Linked DNA regions of Danio rerio: region 1 is linked to region 2. The links are chromatin contacts, called in public Hi-C maps. All regions are on one chromosome and are shown on one strand. Each heading gives the region's core, a stretch centred on a gene start, on an enhancer-like site or on the middle of the called end of the contact. The rest is flanking DNA. Distances are from core to core; before and after follow the strand shown. Region 1 holds the start of ddx39aa (DEAD (Asp-Glu-Ala-Asp) box polypeptide 39Aa). Region 2 holds the start of smu1b (SMU1 DNA replication regulator and spliceosomal factor b).

Region 1 (6,350 bases), core at 1,081-3,580, 180 kb before region 2:
AGTCGTCAGGGCGAGCTTCCTCAAGGAGAGCTGCGGTCGACGCCTACAAGAGCAAGCCCCGCCTACGTACCACCTACTACCTTGGCTGTGATTTTATCAAAACGTTGATGTAAATCGTATTAGTTGCTTTATTATAATAAAAAAGTCACATAAAGCAATCCATAATTTGTATCTGTGTTCCGTTCGTTTGACATACTCGTTCAAAAAGAACCACAGTGCTATGTCCTAACGTCAGCGGATCTCTGGTGATTGACACTAGTTCAACCAATAGGAAGACGAATTTGAGGAATAGCTATGATTGACAGCTCAGTCCACCACTCATGTGCTTTTCTTTTTCCTCAGCCACTGTAGGGTAGCGGGCAGGTGATGCTGCGGTGTTGATTGGTGTGACTGTTCAGACAATCTATCTTGTCCGATTTATCTTCTAATGATGGACGCTATTAACTTTATCATTACTACTATAATTTTTCCACAGATAGTATACAACGAACAAAATCATAGGTTTGTAAATTAATAATTTATTTTATCTAATGAAATGTAGTACATTTCAGGTCTAAAGACTCACTAACTGCTTGTTAAATGATTAGATAGTTTACAAGATTCTACAGGTAAACAGAGTCTTATATAAATATGTAAATGCAAAAATATTTCACCATTTTATTTACAAACAATTTTATCAGCGTTAACCACAAAAAAATATGGCGGAGTTTAAATATGATGACAAGTTTTACAAGTAATTTATTATAATACTGAAATAACATGTACAGTAATTTATTGTACCCAGAATATATTCAAGTATAATAATGACCCACTAACCTCTTGTTAAATTACTATTTAGTTTACAAGATTCGATAGGTGATAGGTATCTAATATAAACATGTAAATGCAAATAAATATTTCACATTTTTAATTACAAGCTATTTTATTAGCGTGAACAATTTAGTGGAAAATTAACACAAAAAATGTAAACAAATTTAAATATGGTGACAAGTTTTACAAGTAATTTACTGTTATATTAAAATAGCATGTAATGTATACTACCCAGCATTTAAAGCATAATATTCAAGTATAATAATGACCCATTAACATCTTGTTAAATTACTAGTTAGTTTACAAAATTGTACAGATAGTTAGATCATTAGTAAAACGTATCTAATATAAACATGTAAATACAATTTTTTACAAGATTCTATAGATGATAGGTATCTAATATAAACATGTAAATACAAATAAATATTTTGCATTTTTTATTACAAGCTATTTTATTAGCGTGAACAATTTAGTGGAAAATTTGCATGAAAAAATGTCGATGAATTTAAATATGGTGACAAGTTTTACAAGTTATTTATTATTATAATAAAATAGCATGGAATGTATACTACCCAGCATATATAAGCATAATATTTAAGTATAATAATGACCCAATCACTTCTTGTTAAATTACTAGAGTTTAGAAAATTTTACAGATAGTTAGATCATTAGTAAAACGTATGCAATATAAACATGTAAATAAATTTTTTTTTTGTTGTTATTTTATTTACAAACTATTTTATCAGCATTAACAAGTGGAACATTTGAACCAAAAATGTAGATGAATCTAAATATGGTCTCAAGTTTGATTCCCAGTGATGGGTTGCAGCTGGAAGGGCATTCGCTGCATTAAACGTGCTGGATAAGTTGGCGGTTCATTCCGCTGTGGCGACCCCAGATTAATAAAGGTACTAAGCCGAAAAGAAAATGAAAGAATAAATATCTGTTTAATAAATCTAATTTGTTAAAATGCACCCAAAATGTTACCTATATTTTCTGAGATATTGATAAAATGTTAATTTTTTTAATTGAGTGTACTCATTTATGCTGAACACTCCAATTCCCAATTATTTTAATGTCTTTTTTTGTTGCCTACTTAGTTTATGTAGTGTTTATTGTACTTTTATTGTATAAAACTGACTCTGATTTTAATGCTTTCACCATGAATACAAGCATACATTTATATACAATATATATATTTTAATCAGATTATATTTACTTATTTATTCAAATTATAATATATATTATAATAATATAATTTTATAATTAGATTATAATTATAATTTTATATTTATATATTTTCAAATCAATTTATTTCGCACTTTTTATCACAATTAAACCAAAAATCTGAATGCATGTAGTGACATCGTGTGGACATTTATGAGTATGAATATTGGCGACAGTTGCTTGAACCGCCCACCACGTCGACGCGCTCTTTTTGTTACCCAACCACACGCACGTACTGCTTCACAGCCATGATTGGCGTCATACACATCCAATGGATGAGCTCGGTTTTTATATCCGGGAAGCGCTGTAAACTTAAGGCCTAAGCACACGATTCTCCAGTGCCGACGTTCAGTACCAACATTAAAAGGTAAATTTTGCTTTATTTTATACAACTCTTAACTGTAATTTCTTAATTATGCCATAATGAATGTCACACACTTTTTGATTGTACCTTATATTAGAGGCCTTTTAGTTATACATGTAGTAATATAGAAGAACAGTTGAGATGGACACCTCGCGTTTGTCTACGTTCACCGCTCAGCCTGTGAGCCTCAAAGCCCAAACACGAGACAGAAACCGACAATCGCCAAATAGCTTCGTATTTCACGACTTCGGGTGTTTTAAAATACGTCGTGGTCTTAGATGGTACATACACATTTTGAGAAAAGGCCAATTGCGCCATTTATTGAATCCACAGGGATGAGTTGTATGAGAAAGCGAATGGCGCCTCTATTGTCTGCACGCTGAGCGGCGCTCGGTCATCGGGTTAACGTTGGTTTTTATTTAGCAGATTTGGACTTTCTCTTTAATTTAATTTCAGAAAAGTGTTAATTTTAAATTCTGAACAGGGTAATCATATTAACGTTTGCAACCAATGACTGCTATCGATCAAAGTACAGCGTCTCTCACAGTCAATTAAATGGTGCCAATGTTTTGAAGTCATGCCTAAATGCGATTTTAGACCCACATTTTTAAGTAATTATTATTGTAGTAATTCACATAGAGAGCGTTAAAATGAACGAATGTGCGAATATAAATGCAACTTTACCCCAGTCAGTCAATCGGCTAAATTGGAGCAGAATTTGCAACATATCGTAACTTTTATTATGGCATTGGAGGTGTTTGCCCTTCAAAAATTCATCTTTATCATCACATAGTTATGATTTATCAGTAATAACGACGTGTGCTCTAATTTAAAGTGTATTTTGTTGGGTTTAATAATGCTGCATAATACCTGTTGATGTAGTTTATGTTGTTTCAGAACTGAAAGCAGAGTATTTGTTCAGTGGGGGGTTGTTTTTGCGCTCATTTATGAACTGTTTTTTTCTACCGGTCTTAAAGCAAGAGTGGTTACAAAATATAAGTCTTTAAGGCTCTAATTCATTAAGCTGTGGATTTAATATTGCATTGGAAAAAGATACAAAGATACAGGTCAAACTGGGTTGAGATGCAAAAAGAAGTCTTGTTTACTGAGAAATTGATCAGATGTGTGTTTGTCCTAAACACAAGCTCTAATATGTCAGTAAGGTATAAAACTTAATTTCATAGATTTTTTTTCCCTTACCATAGTGTCAGATTTTTTTCTTGCTTTAATTGTACTCATTTGATGATAATCTATGTCACCGAAAACTCCACTTGTGTCATATTGGTTTTCATTGATATGTATCCTGCTGATTTAAAGGGATATTTCATCCAGAAATGAAATCCTGTCATTATTTACTCGTGCCTTACTAGTTTCAAAACCATATGAGTTTTTTTCATTTGTTGAAAATGAGAAAATAGCAAAATATTAAAAACCTGTAACCATTGACTTCCATAGTATTCATTGTTTCCACTGCATGTTAGTGGTTATAGATTTTCTAATTTAAAATATCTTATTGTGTGTATTTTGTAACCAATCGAGGGTGAGTAAATTACATTTTTGGGTGAGCTATCCCTTAAGGACTGTTTAGACCTTTGCTCTAGCAAACAAATTCTGATGAAGAACATCTCTTTTGTCCAATGTGATCACAAGGTGCTGCAAGAGCTTTAATGTAGTGTTCTATCTATTTTGTTGTAAGCCTTAATTGTGACTAACAACAACTAAGCTGTATGTTGAATCTTTGGAGTGTTGCAGATTCAACTCTGTGTCTGCCCCCTTTAACTTACTATTTAGACATAACAATGATGTTGGATGTCATTTGTTATTCCTTTAAGTCTTAAATTTACCATCATAAATTCTGCAGAAATGCATGTATTCTTAATTGATATTCCTGTCTTAACGCTGTCATTTATTTTTTGAAGTTACCATGGCCGAGAACGATGTTGAAAATGAGCTGTTGGACTATGAGGAAGATGAGGAGCCACAGCCCACTGTAGACAGCGGAGCCACCACTGGCAAGAAGGAGGTTAAAGGGTCTTACGTGTCCATCCACAGCTCCGGATTCCGAGATTTCCTCCTGAAACCAGAGTTGCTCCGCGCTATCGTTGACTGTGGCTTTGAACATCCTTCTGAGGGTAAGAATATATATTTCGTTTCGTTGTTTTTGTAGTTTAAGCTAGAAAATATGTTCTTTCAGTTTTACACAGATATATTGTAGTATAGAGCTGGACATAAATTAATCACATCCTAAATAAAAGTTTTGTAAGTGTACTGTCGCTGTGTATATACATACATGCATGCATATATTTGACAATGTTTGTTAATATTAAAATATAAATTCTACATGTATGTGATACAATATAAATGTAAATATTTTGGTAACAAATTATTTTGAATAATTATACAACCCCAAGTCGAAACAAACTTTTCTTTTGGGGTGTGATTAATCTTTCCCAGCACTAATGTTTTGAGATTGATATATTTACATGTATTAAGCCACTACATGATATGGGCATTATATGCCTCTTAAGACTAGAAGTAAACGCACTTCAAATATTTGGGCTAATATTTGAAGTTTGCATATGGTAGTAACTTGGTATACTAACAATCAGTAATCAAAAAATGTTAAATCTCTCTTAAATTAATACATCTCATCATTTAACATATAGTTAATAGTTTTGTGGCAGAGGCGGATTATCTGCAAAATATATACAGCTGATGTAAGGAGGAAAGTGAGTAAAGTGTTCAAGGTTTATTAAAAACTCTGTTACTCTGCATGGAATAGGGCATCACTTCCAGCATGGACTGCATTATCAGATCCTAGATTATCTGAAATGGGTTAGCCCATCATAAGTCATGGGTGTCCAAACTCGGTCCTGGGGGGCCGGTGTCCTGCATAGTTTAGCTCCAACTTCCTTTAACACACCTGCCTGGAAGTTTCTAGTATACCTAGAAAAAGCTTGATTAGGTGGTTCAGGTGTGTTTAATTGGGGTTTTAACTAAAATATGCAGGCCACTGGCCCACCAGGACCAAGTTTGGACACCCGTCTTAAGTCCATCGAAATAATGTAAATATACTGACCTTTTGTCTTTGTTACATATATGTAAAACCAATCATGTGGGCTAAAAACAAAATGCTGCAAGTGTTATTGTTGATGTTTTGTGTTTTCTCCTCTCAGTCCAGCATGAGTGCATCCCACAAGCCATCCTGGGCATGGACATCCTGTGCCAGGCAAAGTCTGGAATGGGAAAGACTGCCGTGTTTGTGCTTGCCACACTGCAACAGATCGAGCCTGTGGATGGACAGGTGTGTTAATTACACTAAATCTTGCATGTTTAAAACATCTCCAAGTTTATAAAACTAATTGTATTTCCCAACAGATAAATATTTTGTCATGGTTAATATCTTAATTTATCTAAGTGTGGCTAGACTGAAATTGGGTCTCAACTATTCACAATTCATGTTAATTACGTATGTGCTGCTGTTTTTCCATTCTAGTATAGTTTTAGCCGTAAATAGAAATGCTTATTTGCCATTTTGTGATTCTCTTCAGGTTTCTGTGTTGGTTATGTGCCACACACGAGAACTGGCCTTCCAGATCAGTAAAGAGTACGAGCGCTTCTCCAAGTACATGTCCAGTGTAAAGTGTGCCGTCTTTTTCGGTGGCATGTCTATAAAGAAGGATGAAGACGTGTTGAAGAAGAACTGCCCACACATTGTTGTGGGAACGCCAGGGAGGATTCTTGCCCTCAGTCGCAACAAGACCTTGACCCTCAAAAACGTCAAACACTTTGTTTTGGACGAATGTGACAAGATGCTGGAGCAGTTGGGTATGTGTTTGGTTTTTATTTTTTTATCGACTGCTTTATGGAGGTGTCTGGATGCTTTCTTGTTCAGCTGACTGTGTGTGATTTTGCGTGTTAGATATGAGACGGGATGTCCAGGATATCT
Region 2 (6,780 bases), core at 1,398-3,897:
TCAGATTGAATTGCTTTAATTTTACCTGTGATCCGTGACGTGTGATGCATGACAACGGCTGCTTTGCTTAAATCATTTGCAATTTAATTTTGATTAATCACCCAGCAAATAAGTACTTTTACTTGTGAACTTATGTGCGCTCAGTACTAAGCAGTAGTGCTGAGCTTTAATTCTGTAAGTCGTTTCTCAGATGCTCAGACTTTGACTTTTTTATATTAAAAATGTTGCATTTGGATAGTTCATGCATAAATGTAAATACAGTGATAAATGCTAAATCGTGTCTATTTAAATGCTTTTAACACAAATTTTGGAGTGAGGACCTTCTCTTTTGTTGTTCTTTTGCTCATTTATGTGCATTAAAAGTTGCCGTTTTAGTGTTTGTTAAAAAAATCCTAAATGAGCCATGGTTTGTAAGTGTCTGGGCCCCGAATTTCAAAATGCACTTCATGTGCCTTTAATTATAATTGGTAAAAGTCAGTTGAGAAGACCTTGCCTTCATTTTTAGGTATATCAGTTTCATTTACTGCTTTGCAGCTAGGTCATAGAGATCATAATCATAAGGATTTGAAGCATGTCCACAGAATTATGGTTGATCATGCTTTTTCTTGCAGGCAAGAAGCCCAGGACTAAAGCCCCTAAGATTCAGCGTCTGGTTACACCCCGTGTGCTGCAGCACAAGCGCAGACGCATCGCTCTCAAGAGGCAGCGCACACTGAAGAACAAGGAGGCAGCAGCAGAATACACCAAACTGCTGGCCAAGAGGATGAAGGTATGCAACCAGTTTATTTTGTGAAAAGTCTAATTGATGGTGGCTTTCTAAAGTTTAAGCTAGCCTTTTTATGTTTTAAAACCATTTGTATGTCTAAAAATATTTGGGTTAAAAGTTTAGGCAAGTACATAAATGTACATAGCACAAGCTGTGAACCTGAAAATGTGAAAATCTGAATGTGTGTGCTTTTCTTGTAGGAGGCCAAGGAGAAACGTCAAGAACAGATTGCTAAGAGACGCCGTCTTTCCTCTCTGAGAGCCTCCACATCCAAGTCAGAGTCAAGCCAGAAGTGAGACATGTACCTCACAAATAAAACATGATTTTTTGAAACATTCTATCTGTGGTCTGGTTTCCATTTACCCTGTTAGGCTGTACATTTTGTTTTTACTACACGAGTATTATACAATTAGTTTGCAGTCATAATATGTATATATAATCTGATAAACAAGGTGAACTCAGACAAGTTTTTACATATTTAAAAAAAAAAAAATATATATATATATATATATATATATATATATATATATATATATATATATATATATATATATATATATATACACACATTCAAGTACACTCGGTAATATTTAGGTTCAAAATGTCTGTTTTTTTAGGCAATAACCCATAGCTCACCTTTCCAAGTACTCTCAAGTACATTTCTTCATTCTTTCATCGTCCAACAGAGCAAGTTTATTCTCACTTTTGATCAGAAGGGGGAACACCATCAGCTATTGTGGGCATTAGAGGCATGGCAAAACATTTAATCCAATACACTGTTGTCCTCTACATTTTATTATGAGCAGAAGGCTGCAATAATTGAACAGCCTGAACCTTCATCTCAAGCATAACATGAATGGGACTTTCTGTGACATGACGAAACCAAATGTTTCAGCTAGACTAGACGGCAGCAGTTCATTTAAATGTAACTGCATGTACAGGATAATGCCTTGTTTTGGCTTCTGTTCAAATGTACTTTTTATTATTTTACAGTTTAAATCTTTTGAGTTTAATCTTCAGACACCTTTTGGGAAAGTTATGTTTTGTAAAACGTTGGGTCATGGGTGCTGTTTAAAGTCAGTCACCTAGAATTTGTAATTGCCTCGTTCTACCCCATGAGGTTTTAAAACCTCAAGTTTCTTTATTCTGTTGAACATGATCAATGTTGCTTTCCCATTGACTTTTAATAGGAGAAGGAAAAATAGGTGCCGTTTTCAGTTCCCAACATAATTCAAAATATCTTTCCTATTGGACAGAAAAATGATACTCGAGGTTTTCAGCAGGTTAAAGGTGAGCAAATGATGACGCTTTATATTTTACGGGGGTGAAATATTCTTTTTAATGTTCCACTGAAGGACGAAGTTGATAAACGGCATGTTTTCTTTGCGTAAATGTTGAAGAGGCTTGCCATAACAGACTCGCAGGAGAGCGACACCTGTATTTAAAAATAGATTTGTGTTTTGCAATGATTGCATGCAAAAACCCTTTCAAATTGCCGTCTACTGAAACTAGACCAGTAATTTTTAGTTTGTTTAATGCAGTGAGCATCTGTACATCCCCATTTTGGTCCTTATAAGTGAGGATAAACACTACAATGTGTGTGCTGCTTAAAAAAAAATCAGCTTCATGTCTCGATGCAGCATCATCTGCCTGCACGAGATCTCGACACCTGATGGCAACGTTGCGGGTTTTTTCCCATTAATTCCCCCACACGCGTCATTAATCCGCCCTCCCAAAAAAACCGCAACAATTTGCGAGAGGTTTCTGCGATCTCAGACGTGGGAGCAATAAATACAACAGCACGTGTTTTGGGCGGTCGCGGACACACGGCGATCACGTGGCTGAGGACCAACACAAGACGAGCAGGAGAGAATATTGGCAGTCGCATCCAGACGGAGGAGAGCAGAGTCGCACCAAACACAGCCGCAGACATGGACCTCGAAGTGGAATCCGCAGAGTAAGTCAAACACTGGTTTTGTTTATTACATTATTATTGTAATTTCATGAATGGGGGTTTATTATTAATGATCTCCTCTAATCAAAGCAGCTTTAAAATGGTATAGATGCGTTTTTAATCATTGACGGGAACACTTATCCAAGGGAAAATTGAATAGAACTGTTAAACAATGTAAATGATGTCTGAAGTAAAATATTGTGCATTCGTTTTCATTGATGAAAATCATCAGTTACTACCTGTGCTAGGCTAGACAAAAGTTTTGAGAAGAATTTAACATCTTGGCTGAGCGACAAATGACGATATAAGTCATCTCATATCCGATATAAATAATAGAAAAGATATAAAGATTACATGCAAATGACTATTTCTTTTTTATACATTTAAAAGTAGACTATATTGTTTACGCACTTTATGTAGAACTTAGGGCATATTTATTATTTAAAATCTATAAAATAACAAATAAATATTAATAAAATATGAACACTTCAAAAACTAATAGCTACAGGTCCAATATAAAAATCTATAGAAAAGGATTGCTAAACAAAATGCAAAATGTAAACATTCGACTTGCAACTTTCTCGCGATGCTCTTATATAGCCTATATTTATCTATTTTTGTCATCATCCTCTGTTGTAATATTGCGCACATATAATAATGAAAAACTACATATTTTGTGACACCACAATATAAACAATAAACGTTTTTAGCCATACGTCAGCGTGTTTTGTTTTTCAAGTAGACTAAACGCAGAACTAATCACACTTAAAATATAGATAAGGAACTTATTATTTAGTTAATCCAATGCTACTGGGTAAAAGTGTGACATATTGTATGATTGACGGCGTCGTTGACTGTTTGCAGCGTGATCCGGCTGATCATGCAGTACCTGAAGGAGAATAATCTGCACCGCACTCTGGCGATGCTCCAGGAGGAGACCACCGTCTCTCTGCACACGGTGGACAGCATCGACAGCTTCATCTCGGACATCAACAACGGGCAGTGGGACATCGTGCTGCTTGCCATACAATATCTCAAACTTCCCGACAAGCTGCTCATCGACCTCTACGAACAGGTAAAGTAGTCAAGGTGCATTTTAGGACCAATCTGCCCAAATGTAACAAACGCTACAGTTGTTAGAATAATGTTATGTAATGAAATATATAAATGGTAAAGCATACGCAGAAATAAACGTTCTCACAAAACTGATATTTCTGTCATTTAGCTTCTCAAAGTACTTCTTTCTTCTGTTGAATGGAAAGGGAGTTATTTTGAAGAATGTTGGAAACCTGTATGCATTGGCTTATGTAGTATTTTGTTTTATACTCTGGAAGTCAATGCTTACCAGTTTCAAAACAGACTTTATAATGTCTTCTTATATGTTCTACAGAAAAGGAAACTCATAAAGGTTTTGAACCACTTGAGGTTGTGTGAATAGTGAGAAAATAAATATACATTTTTGGGTAAGCTGTTCCTATCAAAAAACATACAACTTTTAAAAATGAATATTACTTATTTTTTCATCATCTACTGTATTACCATTTCTCGCAACAATAGTTTGGATACTAAAATTCTTGACAATCCTTAAACCAAACTTTTTCCGTTTGTCATAAGGAAGATTTTGATAATAAAATGTGATGCATTTTAATTAGTGCAGCTCAGAGTGTTTCATTTTGACATGAACGTTTTGTTGAATGACAGTAGTGAAATATAATTTCACAAAAGCTAATTGAAACATTAAAGTGAACAATTTTTATATACAGTTGAAGTCAGAATTATTAGCCCCCCTGTTTAATCTTTTCCCCAGTTTCTGTTTAATGGAGAGATTTTTTCAACACATTTCTAAACATAATAGTTTAATAACTCATCTCTAATAACTGATTTATTTTATCTTTGTCATGATGACAATAATATTTGACTAGATATTTTTCAAGACACTTTATACAGCTTAAAATGATATTTAAATGTGCAATAGGTGAATTAGGTTAACTAGGCAGGTTATGGTAATTAGGCAAGTTATTGTATAACGATGGTTTGTTCTGCAGACTATCGGGGAAAAAATAGCTTAAAGGGGCTGATAATTTTGTCCCTAAAATGGTTTTAAAAAAATTAAGAACTGCTTTAATGTTTGCTGAACTAAAACAAATAAAATTTTCTCCAGAAGAAAAAATATTATCAGACATACTGTGAAAATTTCCCTGCTCTGTTCAACAGCATTTATGTAATATTTAAAAAGAAAAACAAATCAAATGGGGGCTAATAAATCTGACTTCAACTGTATATTCAACTGTATTTTGTAAATTACTTTTAAAATTAAACCCTGAATAATATCAAGTCGTAATGCCATTTGTTCATGCAGTATTGTCTTTCTTGATGTACATTTTCAAAAAACAGTTTTGGTATCTATTCGCTGCTTAAGCCTCTATTTCAATGAACTGAGCAGAGACTAGAAATGTTCTGTTGTTGTTTGTTTAGATTGTGCTGGAGTTGATTGAGTTGGGTGAGTTGGGAGCAGCTCAGTGTTTACTAAAGCAAACTGATCCCATGATCATGCTGAAACACACTCAGCCTGAGCGCTACTCACGCATGGAGACCCTGCTCACACATCCATACTTCGACTCGCAGAAGGTAAGATTTAAAGGCTCATTTTGTGAATTATTTTTCCAAATTAATCAACAGTTGGATAGTTTTGCACCACAAGTTACAATACTTATATGTCTTTGCACTTTCAAATCACGAAGATGTCAGAATAACACTGTTAACATCTATAGGCAGAAACGTTGATGTGTACTTTGTGTGAATGTGAACTTACTGTATATTAATCTCCCAAATTACAAACGTCTTTTAAGGTCATTAGAGTATTTGTAAATATAGAAATCTTGCATTTGTTTTTATTGCTAAATAACAGAATTACTAAGTACAGGAAATAGTAAAAGTTGTCAGAAAAAAAAAACACAAATCTGTGTTTTTATGATTATGATATATTGATCACAGCTGATGCATCTCAACAGACAGTTGTTTACAGCTAAAGTAACTGAATAATGGATTGCATAATCACACTTCTCCGTCCAAGCCAAGGCGGATGATATTTTTGTGAAACAATGAATAACTACTTTTTTTGGCATTGGCTTGCAGGCATATCCAGTGGGCAGCAGTAAAGAGAAGCGCAGACTTGCTATCGCTCAAGCTTTTGCTGGAGAGGTCTGTTTGGTGCCCCCTTCTCGTCTCATGGGTCTTCTTGGCCAGGTTTGACACCTTTCATTTCTTTTCTTTTTTTTCTAACCTGTTGCAGGCTATTTATATATGTGGTGCCTTTTTGTATTGCCTGTATCACACATCCTTTGTTTTTACAGGGCCGTATATGTGAAGGGGCTCTTTATAGGTTACAGGAGACCAAAGCGCTCAGACAGTTTGGCTCATTAGCAATGCTGGTAAGGAAAATATAAAGTATTTTAGTAGTTTAGCATGTTTAAGCTTTCAAGAATTGTGTATATTCTACACCAGGGGTCACCTATCTCATTCCTGGAGGTCTGGTGCCCTCCAGGGTTTAGCTCCAACTTGCCTCAACACACCTGCCTGGGTGTTTCAAGTATACCTAGACCTTGATTAGCTTGTTCAGGTGTGTTTGATTAGGGTTGGAGCTAAAATCTGCAGGACACCGGCCTTCCAGGAACAAGTTTGGTGATCCCTGTTCTACACCATATCTATTAACTGAGCAGTATTAGCAGGTTTTTTCCTTGTTCTCTACTAATTCTTTGTCTTTTTTTGCACACATTGTCTTTTGTAAGTCACTGAAGTGGCAGCAGCACCAGGGTCTTCTGCCTCCCGGGATGTCTCTGGAACTGTTTCGGGGGAAAGGTGCATTGAAGGACATGGAGGAAGAGCGTTTCCCCACACAGCTCAGTCGCCTCATAAAGGTGAGTTCAGTGTGTAATTAAAAAAACTCTCAAATGCAGATGACATGCTTATTCATGTTCAAAATGTGTCAGACGTATTTAAAACATGCTAGCAACATGCTAATTCATGTTAGCAAAATGTTTTACATGATAATACACATGTT

Evidence for each region. Hi-C and Micro-C count contacts between places; a contact is called where the count stands out from the background.
Region 1: a Hi-C map of hematopoietic stem cells shows a contact between it and region 2, with 2.7 times the contacts expected there. The contact joins the promoter of ddx39aa here to the promoter of smu1b in region 2. A contact is called at or near these places in 1 of 18 Hi-C or Micro-C datasets (hematopoietic stem cells) and 1 of 4 datasets of contacts at active chromatin or transcription factors (embryo).

The regions. Positions count from the first base shown.
Region 1 is chr1:48,483,270-48,489,619 of GRCz12tu, reverse strand. ddx39aa (DEAD (Asp-Glu-Ala-Asp) box polypeptide 39Aa) reads left to right here and starts at 2,330. Exons shown (of 10, transcript NM_001328342.1): 1 at 2,330-2,404; 2 at 4,321-4,533; 3 at 5,578-5,705; 4 at 5,953-6,229; 5 at 6,324-6,350. The coding sequence starts at 4,326. evi5l (ecotropic viral integration site 5 like) reads right to left here and starts at 47. Exons shown (of 23, transcript XM_021477008.3): 1 at 1-47.
Region 2 is chr1:48,298,223-48,305,002 of GRCz12tu, reverse strand. smu1b (SMU1 DNA replication regulator and spliceosomal factor b) reads left to right here and starts at 2,647. Exons shown (of 13, transcript XR_012407700.1): 1 at 2,647-2,723; 2 at 3,585-3,795; 3 at 5,196-5,348; 4 at 5,856-5,966; 5 at 6,074-6,151; 6 at 6,509-6,637. It overlaps rps6 (ribosomal protein S6), which reads left to right. Exons shown (of 6, transcript NM_001003728.1): 5 at 612-769; 6 at 967-1,106. The coding sequence ends at 1,062.